Linked DNA regions of Mus musculus: region 1 is linked to region 2. A link is a contact called in public HiChIP or PLAC-seq data. All regions are on one chromosome and are shown on one strand. The core of a region is the stretch at or near the end of the contact, and the rest is flanking DNA. Distances in the headings are between cores, read along the strand shown. Region 1 overlaps Ube2cbp (ubiquitin-conjugating enzyme E2C binding protein). Region 2 has its middle 260 kb from the start of Tpbg.

Region 1 (7,663 bases), core at 536-3,035, 350 kb after region 2:
CTGGCATTATAGCGCCAGGGACATTGAGAAAGGAGCAGACTTCAGAAAGGAAGCATCCCTTGCTGGTCCCAGGCACCTGACTTAGAAAAGCCATCAAAGAACACCAAATGCTTCCATTAAATACCGCTAACAGTAATGCTTTCAGCCGTCTTCCACGTGAGTCGTTGCTAGAAGCTGAAAATTCAGAGGAAGCATTTGTGCCCAAGAAACTGGAAAGCTCACTTGAGGAAGAGGGAAATGGGAATGCTGAGGAAATAGCTAAGAGTCCTTCCCTTCTCCACAGGGTAATTATGGCACATCACCAGTGCCGGTTACAAGATTAACCTAATCACCGAGAAAAGGTTAATGAGTGCTCCGTATGCTCCATCTTACACGCAGGGGAGCTAGGAAATGGGTTTTAGAAAAGCCCTGACTGAGCTAGCACAGATAACAAAGTCCTGCTGCACAGCTTCTAACAGGTAGAAACTTCACTTTCTGTGGAAACCTTCACACACCCTCAGACCAAAAGGGACACACAGGAGATCAACTCCATGGTTCTCTGCTCAGTGACGGGCCCAGCTCTTCCACCATAACCAGCTTCCTCCCTCAGACCAGACTCCCGTTCCGCTCCAGCACCACGGTGAGAGTCGGGCTTCACTTTGTTCCAAGTGACACTAAGTCGGCTCTTACTTTAAGGCCCTCCACAGTTCCCTTGGTAATTACTCCCAGAAACAGTTTAATCAGGGTTGGACACATTCCTTACCTGTCCTTTATCGTGACTTCACCACAGGACTGGCAATAAAAGGTGCAACATTCTTGGGCTTGCAAGCTTTGATTAAACACTGAAATCGGCTCTGAAGGAAATCAACAGAGTTTTAGAGGTTTGGAACAAATTATCATATTTAAAGAGTTTGCTAGCACAATAAATTACCAGCAATACACGCTGTTTACGGTTTACTCTGAAGTGTAGGCTTAATTAGAACTATCCAATGACTCAACCAGAAGCAAACACTGCCAAGTGTTTCCAAAAACAAAAGACATTTTGCTTAGAATTCCTGAGCCAGGAGCTGCCCTAGATTACCATGGAACATACTGGTGAGTTCCTTCTCTCATTCCATAAATACAGTAAATTCTATATTAACAATGAGGAGAGATGGACTTCTAACATGTAAGTTCAATCTGGCTTTCTCACTTTTTATGTTTACGGTTTATGTCCACCCCTGCCCATTACACAGTATGAGCAAGCAAAATGAATGGCTAGACGGGTCTCTGTGGAGCAGACCTAAGGAACGCAAAGCTCTGTAGAGTGTCCTCACCCAAGAGCAAAATGCAGTGTCTGCTGAAGCTGTGGGAGATGGGTGTGAGAGGGAGGGGAGATACTGGGTGCTATGGGAACACATGGACTTCCCACACAGCTGCAGTGGATAGCTGTTCCCCTCATTCCTGATGTCTCATTTGTAAATGAAGGTAAGTTTTATGTAAAAAAAAATACTGTATTACTAGTCTATAAAAAAACCTAATTGAATTAATGAAGTCCTAGTTATTAGAAGCGAAGAATAGAATCCACTTGCTGTTCTTTTGTGTGTAGTTTAAGATGCTTTTCAGATGCCAGAAAGTTTAAGTCCTGGCAATTAAAAAACTCTGCAGTTAATCTCTAAGTGTCTACACAAATCCCTGCTGCACGGAGGTTAAATAAACAGTATTATTCTCTAATGCGGAGCATCGATAACGAGGACCTAGGTGAGCCCTCCAACGGGCTAGCCAGAATGAATCCGTTTCCAGTGGAACACTGCCCTCTGCTGGCCACTGGGTCGTGTGGCATCCTGGATAAGCATTGCTGCTGGGAAAGATGTATCCCCAGGTCAAATTCCACACACAAGAGGTCACCACTTCACCTACACTAACCTCCAAACGGTGTAGTGTGCCAGGGTGATGTGTATCATGATTGCTCCGGAAAGCGTGGTCTTACAGCTGAAAACGCAACGCTTGAAAACCCTGAGACATAATTAATGCTAAAAATTTCAAGTTACTTCCTACAATATTTAGATTCCAGTGCACACCAGTATTCACCTACCTGATTGTCATTCATGCAGCAAATGCTTAGCCCCCACCTATTATGCAAAAAGCACTAAAGCAATCAAAGATGGAGGAACCTGCTTTACACAGATCTTCATGCACCAGAGAACAGGCTTTGAAAGTTCCCTTTTCAGGTATTTGAACAAAATGTTTCAAAAAACACAAAGAAATAGTCCAACAAACACAAACAATACACAAACCAGCACACAGCAGTGGATTTATTTTGTCCATGGTTAGAATATTAAATGTTGCTCATTAACTGAAAATGTTGAAAATAATTCAGTTGCAGACTATGATTAGGCAACAAACCCAAATTCTATGTCCCTGAGGGTCTCCATCAGAGTCCCAGGGAACAAGGTGGCTCTCGTGCCTGCCTTCTGCCAGTTTCCAAACTCAACAGGAAGTTCCTGCGTGCTGTGGGGGAGCTGGGGGAGAGGAACAATTTTTGTTTACTTTTTCCTTTTCAGGATTCAATGTCATTCCAGGTGTTTATCAGATGTCACTTAAGCATGTCAGGACATCTCTTTTTCCTGTTCCTTGTTTCTAAAATTGTTTCTGCATACTTTAGCCATTCACTAATTCAGAAATTAGCAAAATTACCCTTAGGCCAGAAAAAGAAAAAAAAAAGAGTAACATCCCCCCCCCCCTCCCCAACCACCCCCATCTTCTCTTGTCTTTCCAAAGCCAGGGGATAGCTTCATGTCTCTTACAGGCTTTTTGGGACAATCCTGTTGTCCCCACCTCTAGACTCTACATAGTTCTGATAAAGTACCTACAGATGGCTCAACAATAAGGTCTCAGGGTGTCATAGACACAAGCAAAGCCTTTCTCTGACACGAAGCATCAACACGGTTCCTTCCAATGCTGTCTGCCTTGTCTATTATAGCACATTGTAAGAAATGCAATGAGCAGAATTTAAAAAAAAAAAAAAAAAGTCATGAGAGCTTACAAAAAGAAAAGGTTTACTACCTAATTGCATCGAGATGCATTTTGAGTTTGTATACAACCACAATCCAACCACAACAATATTATATTATGTCTCTACTTGTACTGTTCCATCTAAAATGGTCTCTTCATAGCCGGGATAATGTCTACTGCTCAAACTGTCACGCCCTCAGGGTGGCCTTCACGAAACTCAGTCACTCCCCACAGCATTACTCTGTTACTGTGCCCACAGCATTGTGCTGTTTCCAACTTAATTATCTGCTCAGCATCTGTTGTTCCCGCCCACTAGGACACACACTCCACATTACCAGACAGCTATGTGGCTTGTGGGCATCTGTGTTTCCAGCACCCATATCAAACGGCTCACACACACCTCGTAGAAGCTAACCTGTCTGCTGAATGAAAACATATCTATGCAGTGTTTTAAAACCAACCAGGTTTCATACAACAGCTTTATAATTTTATCCTCATATCCGTGAGCCGGACATTTATGGTTAAAGAAACGAACTGGGCAGTTTGGGGGAAATCTCTGCACCTTCTGCTCAAATTTGCGACAAGGCTAAACATCCCCTAAAAATTAAAGCGCATTTTTAAACATACTGTTAAAAGAAAGACATGAAGGTTTGAGAAAGGAGAGTGATACAGCACACAGCACACAGCTGCTAACTGGCAGAACTGTTCCAGACCCTGGAATCTCTCGACCCCTCCAGGTCATTGATTGCCTAACTTTTCACCTGGGAAAAGTTCAACTAAAAAAACGTCAAAGCCCTCCAGGAGTGCCGCTCCTACTCACGTGGGCTGGATTCAGCCTGGACCCGCAAGCGCAGATGTAAACCATCGCCACTGATATACTGCAGCCCGCCACACGAGGAAGGTACAAGTCTGACCCCTGCTGGAAGTCGGATCTCGGTGCAGCCGTCAGGGGTTCTCACCAAAAGAGAGGTGGGCGTTATGGAAATGTCCAGGTGCATCCCTCCTTCATCTGGCCCACTGATGACACAAAATAAAAGCCAAGTGACGACTTCTCTCTGATGAAAGGCAAAGCTTACAAAATCCAAACCTTAACCCAGCATAGAGACCCTAAAATCCTTGTCCCAGGAAAACAGAAACAGACCCTGGGAGACAAGCTGGACTAGGTTAGATCAGGCAGGGCTTGCAGCCATCACCACGTGAGATTCCCAGGTCATGTTTTTAACTCTTGCTTCTGAGAACAGCATTAAAGTCAGAAAATCAAAGTACTGCTTAGCCGGTAATCAAGATTGTCATAAAAAGTCACAGATGTCAGCAAGGTTTCTGTAAAAAGTCAGAGAGTAAATATTTCCTGAGTTCTCCACCAGCCTAGGACCCACAGTGAGAACTTATCTCAAACAACAACAAACGCCCCAAACAACAGAAAAAAAAAAAAAGCCAGTTCTTAGTTCACAGGCTGTGCCAAAAGAAGCCATGAGATAGCTTGGTGTCCACCTTGCTACTGCAGTATTTTTGAAGCACAGTTGGCACCTAGAAATGTCCCCCCAAAACACCACTGGTAACCTGAGCCCCCACTGCCCCTGCTTCTGCCCCTGCTTCGGATGGCTAATCTTCTCAGTTGTGAAAAATTCAACCACTTACACAGAGCTGACTAAAGTGCACACACACTGTCAGCATTGCACATAACACCCAAAACATCGGGTTGTGTGTCTACAGTCCTCAACTGTACTGCTTAGGAGATCTCAGCGCGGGAGGAAAGTTTACACACACATTCAACACAGATGTAAGTTTTCTTGTGTTGATTTTTCAGCTGAACTTGTAAATCTGACTGGCTGTTCCATGAACCACACGGTCTCCATAAGATGATGTGTAGGAAGGCAGCTGGGGGGGGGGGTCTCCTTCTGCTTGCATCTCACTCATCTTAGTGGTTCCATCCTCAAGATCTCTTAGAGGCCCTGCCTCCGAACAACACCTCTGTGGGGAGTTAGAACTTATACCCATAGATTCCAAGAAGACTCTTGGTCTATAAGAAGGTTGCAGCATGTAGAGGGGAGAAGAGGGAACAGGAAAGAGCCAGCGGAAGCCTGGTTGCATAGAAGACTGACCAGGGAGATAAACATCAGGAGGCTAATGGGAGACGGGATTTATACTGTGCAAGAATACAGTTACATGGAAACAAAGGGAGGATGCTAGAATGGACCTGTGGCAGTGGGCTAGAATTAGGGATACCTCTATGAGATCATGGTTTAGGATGTGCATAGCTACAGAGATATAAATAGGTGGGAATGAATGTTTGTGTGTTAGTCAACAGTGTCATCTATGTGCCAGAAGTCTAAAAGAAATGACATTCCAATAGTAATGAGCACCAAATCTTAGTCTAGAAGGACAATTTTCTATTTAAAAAGAAGTCCTGGGGATTTAATTTGGTGGCATATGCAAGGCCCTAGGCTAGATTCCCAGTGTGTAGTTGTGCACACACACACACTATACATGCATACATGCACGCTTTTTGAGACAAGGTCTCAAGTGTCCCGGTCCAGACTCACACTCAGCTATGTAATGGAGGATGACCGGGAACTCCTGGTGCTCTTGCTTCTAAATCCCAAGTGTTAGGATTACAGGCATGCCCTGCCCCACGTAACCAGTACACACTCCTTGGAATGTTTTTAAAAGGCAAAACAATAAGGTTGCTTGAGAGAAAACTACATCAGGACTAGAGTAGAAAGAAAGAAAATCAAACTAGATAAGCCTATACCATACTACTGAGCACCAAAGTAAAGAGGCAGACAAAGGAAGTGAGAATGTCCTGTGTAGAGACTCCACTTTCAGTGTCTTGGGGCATTCTTACTATTATTATTCAGGGGCCACACCCTCCTTAAAGCTACCCAGGACAGCACATCTCCCTGAAAAGCAGCTATCGTCCTTAAATGCCCCATAAGACTTAGTGCTATACTTCTAGATTCAGCTTCAGCAAGTTCTTAGACACTGGATACTAACGAAACAGGACATCTGCAACTCTTACAGGCTAAATGTCATGGTGAAAATATTTATCCAATGCTGCAAACCAAGACCTTTTGTTTATTTTGTTACTAGAAATAGGGTTAATAAACACTTAGACATGAGGTAATCAGTGTGTTAGTCACCTTACTGTCACTGTGACAAAGCGTCTGAGAAATGCAACTTAAGAAGAAACTTGCATGGTATCTCCAGCTTCAGTCATTCTGGACCACAGCCTCTAAGGCCTGTTGCCTTGGGTCCGAGGAAAAGCTGAATATTACGGTGAGGAGCATAAGGCACAGCTGTTTGCCTCGTGGCAGTCAGGAAGCAATGAGAGCTGAAGAGCATGGGCTGCTTTTAACCATGATCCGCCCCTCACCGTTTCCATTTCTCCCAATAATCCACTTAGCTATGAGTCTATCAATGGGCTACTCCGCTGATGAACTTAGGACCATCAAAATCATGTCACCTCTGAACACTGATACTCTGGGAGGTCAGACTTTCAACACATGAGCCTTCTGCACACTTCAGATCTAAACCCTATCAGCCCCACTCCTTCAAGCTTTCTTCTGCTTAGCATCTCACAGTGCATACCTCATTCCACTCAGTGTGTTAGGCAAATGTTACCTCTCATTTAAATAAAAGACTTATTCTCTACCCCTCACTTCATTGTGGTTTTCCAGGTATTTCTCTCTATTTAGTATACTACTTTATGGTTCTTATTTTACCCTTTGTTTTTGTATTTTTCTCTGGCCATTATTCATTCATCCACTGCTATTATGAGCAAGAATGTAAAGTGGTGTAGAGACTATAGAAATTAGTATGAAATTTTTTCAAAAACTAAAATTAAAGCTATGACATGACTAGGCTATATTATTCCTCTGTGTCTGTAGTTTGTGTATGTTTGTGTATGTGTGTATGAGTGTGGGTGTGTATGTAGGTGTGAATATGTATGTATGTGTGTGTGTAAGTGTGTGTGTGAATGTTTGTGTATGTGTGTATAAGTGTGAGTGTGTATGTGGGTGTGAATGTGTATGTGTGTATGTGTGTGTTTATCTGTGTATATGTGTATGAGTGTGGGTGGGCATGTGGGTGTGAATGTGTGTATGTATCTGTGTGTGTATGTGTGTGTGTTTGTGTATGTGTGTATGTATAGCTGAAAGACTCTTGGGTCCTATCACAGAGATTTTTTCACATCTATGTTTATTACTGCACTACTCACAATGGTGAGGAAATGAATCCAGATGAATGAAAAAATAAAGTTGGTCCATATACACAATGGAATTTTATTCTGTCATGAAGAAAAATGCAATCATGGCTCTCTCACGAAACTGGATGGACCTGGATCCAGCTCATTACATTATATCAAACTCAGTCAGATGACATGTTTTCTCGGATGGCATGGATACTAGATTTTAATTTTTATATATGTGGGTGAAGGTGGGTTTAGGTCATATAATAAGAACAGAGACAGTGAGAATGAGAAATGAGGTCCTAAGGAAGCAGGGAGATGAGAAAGAAAAATAAGATAGCAGAATGCATTTGCCATGACGCAGAAGAGAGCAAATGGGGAATGGAAGGGGGCCAGCAGGTGGGGTTGGGGATGGGCTTGGAGCAGAAGAACAGCAAAAGAATATACAAATACCGGAACAAAACCCATCTGCTGCAGGACATTTGATCACACTGTGAACCCCAA
Region 2 (7,001 bases), core at 1,195-3,694:
TTAGTTTTAGGATGCGATGCCAAAGACAAAGAGATTGAAAGAACAAACCACACTGGGCTTGAGAATCTCAGCTTTTAAATTGAATCCCCACAACGCTAGCGCATGGGAACACAATGTTCCCTTAAGTGAATGCCAGATCTAACTCTTAGCAGACTTTAGAAGAGACTGGTTAACCTGATGGTGTTGCTGAATGTTAAGTGGTCAGGTCTTAGAACAAAAGAGGAAGGAAACTCAAAGGCATGAAAGGCTGTGGTTCACACTGTGGTTGGAATCAATACTAAAAGAGCCCATTAATACACCCACCGCATATTAGCTAGAATCCACACAGCCACCTCAGCAGGAGGGAAGCTGCATATTCATAAAAAAAAATATGGCCGAGAAGGTCCCAAGTTCTGAAAACAAGCCTTGGTAAGAGCTATCACAAATCATCCCTCTGATTTATAAGACTGGTGTGGGAGTCCGTTTCTGTGCATCTAACACCTGAGTCAGGAGACACACTGGTAGCTTTAAATTTTACTTCATGCTATAATTGCAACATAAAAATAAATCTGCCAGACTGGCTTCAGCAGAGATCTCGTAATTGGAATGGTGCCGGGAGAAGAGTATTTTTATATATTTTGAATGGATGTGCACATTCCTCATTTCCATTAGCATCACCATGCCCCCTCCCCAAATCTACGACATATAAATGTTTAAAGTGCTATATATATATATTTTTTTTTCCATCAGAACACCTGCAGTTTCCTAGAATGAGAAGACTGCCCCAGGTTTGAACGGAACATTTCTCCTGGCTGGCCACACAATGCCCACTGTGACTATCTGTGAGGCTCCGAATCCAGAATGCCCAACTCCGAAAGAACGTCTTTTTATTTTTTAATTTAATTTTATTTGTAATTCATTTTTTACACTTCATATTCCATTCCCCGCCCCTCCTCATCCACCCTCTGACTGTTCCACATCCCATACCTCCTCCCCACCCCACCCTGTCTCCACGTGGATGCCCCCCCCCCATCCCACCTGACCTCTAAATTCCCTGGGGCCTCCAGTCTCTAAAGGGTTAGGTGCATCATCTCGGAGTGAACACAGACCCGGAAGTCCTCTACTCTATGTGTGTTGGGGGCCTCATATCAGTTGGTGTATGCTGCCTGGTTGGTGGTCCAGTCCAAAAAAAAAAAAAAAAGGTCTTTGTCTAACTGTCTAACTGCAAAGAAACTGCATCATTCATTGTTTCTTCTTGTCACTGGGTTTGCTTTTGAGATTTGACTTCTATGCACAGCCACTCCAAGAATGGATGTTAAGGAATAGCAAACAGGCTTTTATGCTTGGTTTATGCTGTGTTTCATAATACCTTTCTATTAAATATTTTGTGCATTTTAATGTAGCTTACAGTTCAACTGTATAGGTTGGATGTAGATTTTCCATAGGGCAGTAGTTTTAACCTGTGGGTTGCAATCCCTTAGCGGCAGGCAAGTGTCAAGCCATTCTTTCACAGGGGTCGCATATTAGATATCCTGCATATCAGATATTTACATTACAGTTCATAATAGTAGCAAAATTATTGTTATGAAGTAGCAATGAAATAATTTTAGGGGTTGGGCTCACCACAACATGACGAACTGTATTAAGGGGCCGTATCATAGGAAAGTTGAACATGTTTGCTTTTGAGTATTTTGGTGGTTTAAAAATAAGATTGCGCCTACATGCTCATAGATTTAAATACTTGGTCCCCAGGGAGTGGCACTATTTGAAAGGATTAGGAGGTGTGGCTCTGTTGGAGGAAGTGTGTCTCTGGGGGTGGACTTTGAGGTTTCAAAAAAATCCCAGTCCAAGCCCAGGGTCCCTCTCTTTCTGCTGCCTACAGGTCCAGATGTAGAACTCTCATCCACTTCTCCAGCACCATGCCTGGCTATGTGCTACCATGCTTCTGCCACTATGATAATGAACTGACCACCTGAAACTGAAAGCAAGCCTCACTTAAACGTTTTTCTTCATAAGAGTTGCCATGGTCATGGTGTCTCTTCACAGCATTAGAACATTGATCAAGACAGGCATCTCTTCGTTTTGTAACTTGAGCACTTTACAACTTGTGTAAGCATAACTTTCCTTCCAACTTCCATATCTGGAATTGTTTGGATAGGGACTGGGCCAAAAAGTGTGTGTGTGTGTGTGTGTGTGTGTGTGTGTGTGTGTGTGTGTGTGTTAATTCCCTAAAAGAGCTCAAACAAACAGTGAATCCATATTTGAATTAAGCTCTCAGCACACATAACACCTTACTCCCATTCTGCTTCCTTGTTCCAGTCCCATGCAATATTGGAGACACAGTATGAGTGGCTTGGACCCGTTGTCTGTCAAACAGCCCTTGTGATCAGATGAAGGAGGGCAACCACTGAAACAGTGATGCCGACAAGTATAGGAAGGGGAAGTGCTTTTCAACAGATCAGAGAAGGGAGGCCACAGCACAGCAGTGTGAACTACTCAGTTTCAGAGAAAAAAAAAGTTCTCTCTTTGAGGACTCTTGCACAGAGACTAAAGCAGATGTTTTAGAAGTAAGAAAAACAAGAACAGGCCACTGCAGAGCACTACTGAGCTAGACACCTGCACATGTAGCCTGTTAGGTGCTCCAATACTCTAGGCTTTGAATCTGTTTAGAATCTGGCAGCCCTCCTTCCTCAGACCTAAGGACCTACAATCCGTGCTCAGAGAAGCTAGCAGATCCTTTGGTATAAAAATGCCTTAACAAAGGATACTGCTTGCAAAAAGAAAGACAATGTATAATTAATAGCTTTCATCTTTTGGCTCAGGAATCTCATAATAACATGTCAGTATGAGAGTATAAAACTAAAATATTACTCACAGATCACAGGGTCAATGAAGCCCAATTTTTATTGAAAAGAATGTGCATGTATTTAGCTGGTGACTAAAGCCAAAGTTCCTGAGGGTTGATTATTGCTGTGGGTACCACATAAATGAATGATGCCATTAATTAACTTTTCAGAAATTCAGAGTGATCAGCTGATCGTTTCTGAAAGTAACGAACAGTACCATTCATGATGTATGTTTCCTTGCATAGCTGGGCTAAAGATTCATATAAGACCTCAACATTCCTCTGAGGAATCACCATGAATAGCCCTAGTAAGGTCACTGCAGCTCAGGAAGGCTCCTTCTCCCTGCCCCATCACATAGCCCATGTGGGCTGAATATGATCAGAACTGACGGTACCTGTTGCAAAGCCTGAACCACATTGTCTCCAAAAAGATGGAAAGATTAAAAAAATATATATAACAGTTTTTGAGAAAAATAATTTCACAAAGCTTGCTGGGAAAACTCTGGAAGTTTGCCTGACACTTCCTCTCACTCAATTTGTTGCTTATATTTAATCTATTTCCAAAAGAGAGACAGTGAGCGACATACACACTCATCAGATCCATGAAATCCTGGCTGTTGGCTCCCGTAATGAGTGGAGGCAAAGAAGCTGAACACAGCCTAGGGCTGTGGGGCTCTCAGAGGCAATGCCTCATGGTAAATGACATGTGACTTCTTGTGGTCAGCTCCATTCTGCTTCCCCCATGATGCAATGAAGGCTGACATCACCAAATGCCCAAGCTGGGAGCCAGTCCAACTTGGTTCTTATTCTGTATAGTTCAACCCCATTATTTAGCTTCTCCCAATCTCACTTTCTCTTCTTCAAAAAGGAAATGGTAATGACCACAATCCTTCCCACAAAGAGCTGTCGGTGAGAGGCTCCTCTGAGCTCCTCACATAGTCCTGGTCTATAGGACGGTTGTGACAACAGGAAATACTATGAACAAAACTCCAGGGAGAGCAAGATGCTTTTTAATCACCAGTGTTCTTGTACTTGAGAGAAAAGGCGTTCAAGAGTTCTTCTAAAGCATATGCTGCGAGTACAAAAGCTCACCCAAGGACTTCTTCCGAGCTGTCAAAATACTGCATCAGAAACACCCAAGATTCTACTCAAGCTATTAGAAGACTAATGCTAAAGAAGTGGCAAGTGCTTTCTGCAAGGATGTTGATGCAAAAGTAAGGTATTTAGGAAGGTTTCTCTGGAAGAGAGGAAACATAATTCCGAGAACACAAGGAATGCCCAGTTGCATAAGCTGCTTCTGAATGGCTGCCCCAGGCAGGGGCTGAGAATATTAGGAAGTCTGCCACAGGCAAACTACAGGAAAGTCAGCTTGTAGCCAGAAGCCAGTCAATAGTCAGTAACGCAGACTTGTCATCATATTCTGGGGCTTCTGCATGACTTTGTTTTATTGGGGAGAAGACGAATAACCTTTAATGAAACAAGATTTATTGACAACCATATGCAACCCACAGAATATCCCATAAAGAGTCATGTCCTCCAGCCACGAACATCATTTGTTGTTTTTTTTCTCCTATAACTGAAATGTTATTTAAATGAATACTATATCACATGTTCTTGCCAAACGTCTCATGCTTTTGCAAGCAATGGGTGACCTGTTCTCCGTTATTGGTCTCTTAATTGTATTCTCTTGTGGAAACATTACCACTGAACTATATTGGAAACCATTTAGTTCGTCTAACCATCACAATGAGGTTAATTCCACTTCTAAAAGATTGCTCTGGACAGCCAAAGCCATGGAACAGACCTGGAAGCATATTGGATGTCACTAACCTTAGAAACAAGGCATATAATACAGTTCATTAAGCATAATTGAACTAGAAATCCTGCAATGAAAATGTAACAAAGAACACTGTGTAAACTGACTTTTTGAAGTACCCCTTTCCCTCAGTGCAGGGTCAGCGCCCATTAATTTTAATGGACATGACCTGCTCATATATCAGCTGAAGGATTTTATCTTCTTCTGTGTAATACAGGCCGTATAAAGAGGAAAGTGTCCACAAAGAAAAATGGAGGAATCCACTAAAGACTGCTTAATGAAGTCCAAAGGCTTCATAGTCAGTCCAAGGTAAGTGAAAAAATTTTCCCAAATTAAAAAAAATCTGTTTCTTCAGAAAAAGAAAACATAGGAAAATAACATTGAGGTTCTATCTTCCACTGAATGCTTTTCCAGTCACCATCTAGCTTGCCGGTCCCCTGTGTGGATGTGCGTTTGAAGGTAGAGAGATATCTTAGTTTCCAGCACGAGCCATCATACAAAGGGCATTTAAGACACTTGCTCAACTGAAAAGGACTACCCACGATTCCGCAAACTGCCTCCACATGTTCACACTTCTATACTTCAGCTCACACTAATCTCTCTGCCTGAAATAACCTCTCAAATCCCCAAACCCAATCTCCATTAATCCATATCCAATCCACAAAGGCCATGTAATGCTAGAAGGTTGTTTCTGCTTCTCCCAGGAGAATATTAATATTTCAGCATATTTTGTTATCCAGTTACATTCAGAAAACTTACTGAAAGTCACAAGAATCATACCATTGAATGTTATGCCAGGAATGTTTAAAGTACATGTATTTAATAGTTCATTGAAAAAACAGTAAGAAATGTATTAAATGCACAAACATCACATTCTTTTAGTTTTAAAACTATACACACAACCCAAATTGGGGGAATATTGGCATTATTTAATATTTTTCAAACTTCTCTGAAGTTGGGCTTAGCAGAGAGTAGATAGAGCTGAATTCTAACTTATGCAACTACCCCCAATATGTTGCTATGTATAGTTTGATTGGAATGTTTAAAGAAAAGCTAACATGGCATTCACTTAGAAAAGGAAGGAGTATTTTGAGCCCATTTTAGAAAATTCCAAATACTTTTCTTGATATCACATAAAATTCTATAAAGGGGTAGTTCTTCAATGTTACATTGTAGTTCCTTTGTTCATTGTAATCCAAAAAAAAAAAATACTAATGGGATTTAAAAAACTTTGCTACACTAAGTTATTGCCTTGGTTTTCATTTTGAATAAATATTTTACCTATACATGGTTTTACAACATATATCAATGTTTTTCTAATTCCTTAGATTATCCCAATCTGTACCAAGTTTGGAAATGACTATTCTAGAATTAATGGCTAGAGACAAAAGAAACAGAATATTTCCTCTTATTTTCTTTTCCAAATCCTAAGAATAGTATTAGTACTTTCTGTATGTTATTCTTGATGCAAAACAAAAAGTCAAGATGAGGAGGAATAAAAAAAAGATGAAATTAGGAAACAATAGGTAAATCAGTACCAGCATCTATTACTGTATGAATGTGTGGTGTGCTAAACACACACCCATGTGCACACACACGCTCGCACACAAACACACACACACACACACACACACACACCTTTTTTTCTGAGCTATGTATTACATTGCCCTGCCTTTTTCTGACCAAATGCTTTAATTCATATTTCCTTACAAGGTACAGCTCCATTAGAATGTCTAAAATCCCAAGTATTAAAAACACCAAATATTGACAAAAAGTGAAGAACAGGAACTCTGAATAATGCTAGTGAGAATGCGACATGAGAAAGATACAATGAAAAAGAGCATTTAGTTTCTATCAGAACTGAACTTACTCTTGTCATAAGACTCAGGAATTAACATCTTGATACTTACCTAAAATGAGTCGAAAACTTATATCCACTAAAAACTGCAAAGGAATGCCTACGGGTACTTTAGTTGTAATTGATAAAGCTTTTAACCAAGTTGTTCTTCATCAAATGAACATAGAAGTAAACATGGCACTGCCAGACAATGGGACATTATTTAACATGAATAGTAAATGTGCTACCAACTTACAGGATGCAAAGAGGCCACCATCTCTTCTGTGTGAAAGAGGCTAATATGAAAGGAAAATACTATGAAATACTCTGTGATTCCAACTGTATGTCATGCCAAAGAGAAAAAACTATGAAGCCTGTATAAAGGCCAGCAGTTGCCTGAGTTTGTATAGAAAAGAAGGTTCCAGTTCATGTCATTTAGGCCAATGAAACTAGTGTGTGATTTGGCAATTGTGGGTATCTATCCCTATATTTTGTCAAAAGTCATAGACCAACTCACACCAAAA

Evidence for each region. HiChIP or PLAC-seq counts read pairs in DNA pulled down with a chosen protein or histone mark.
Region 1: an H3K27ac HiChIP or PLAC-seq map of T-cell acute lymphoblastic leukemia shows a contact between it and region 2, with 11 times the contacts expected there. The contact joins two enhancer-like sites. A contact is called at or near these places in 3 of 484 Hi-C or Micro-C datasets (cerebral cortex and nephron progenitors) and 1 of 115 datasets of contacts at active chromatin or transcription factors (T-cell acute lymphoblastic leukemia).

Annotation. Positions count from the first base shown.
Region 1 is chr9:86,448,021-86,455,683 of GRCm38.p6, forward strand. It overlaps Ube2cbp (ubiquitin-conjugating enzyme E2C binding protein), which reads right to left. Exons shown (of 10, transcript NM_027394.2): 2 at 3,794-3,990; 3 at 743-833. Among named protein-coding and RNA genes, the nearest start is that of Ube2cbp, 13 kb to the right of the region's middle. Within about 2 kb of position 1,786, at least 16 of the 459 cell types and tissues checked have an H3K27ac peak or open chromatin away from gene starts, as enhancers often do. A contact at or near this core is called in T-cell acute lymphoblastic leukemia, where this site is marked.
Region 2 is chr9:86,101,312-86,108,312 of GRCm38.p6, forward strand. No RefSeq gene overlaps it. Among named protein-coding and RNA genes, the nearest start is that of Tpbg, 260 kb to the left of the region's middle. Within about 2 kb of position 2,445, at least 15 of the 459 cell types and tissues checked have an H3K27ac peak or open chromatin away from gene starts, as enhancers often do. A contact at or near this core is called in T-cell acute lymphoblastic leukemia, where this site is marked.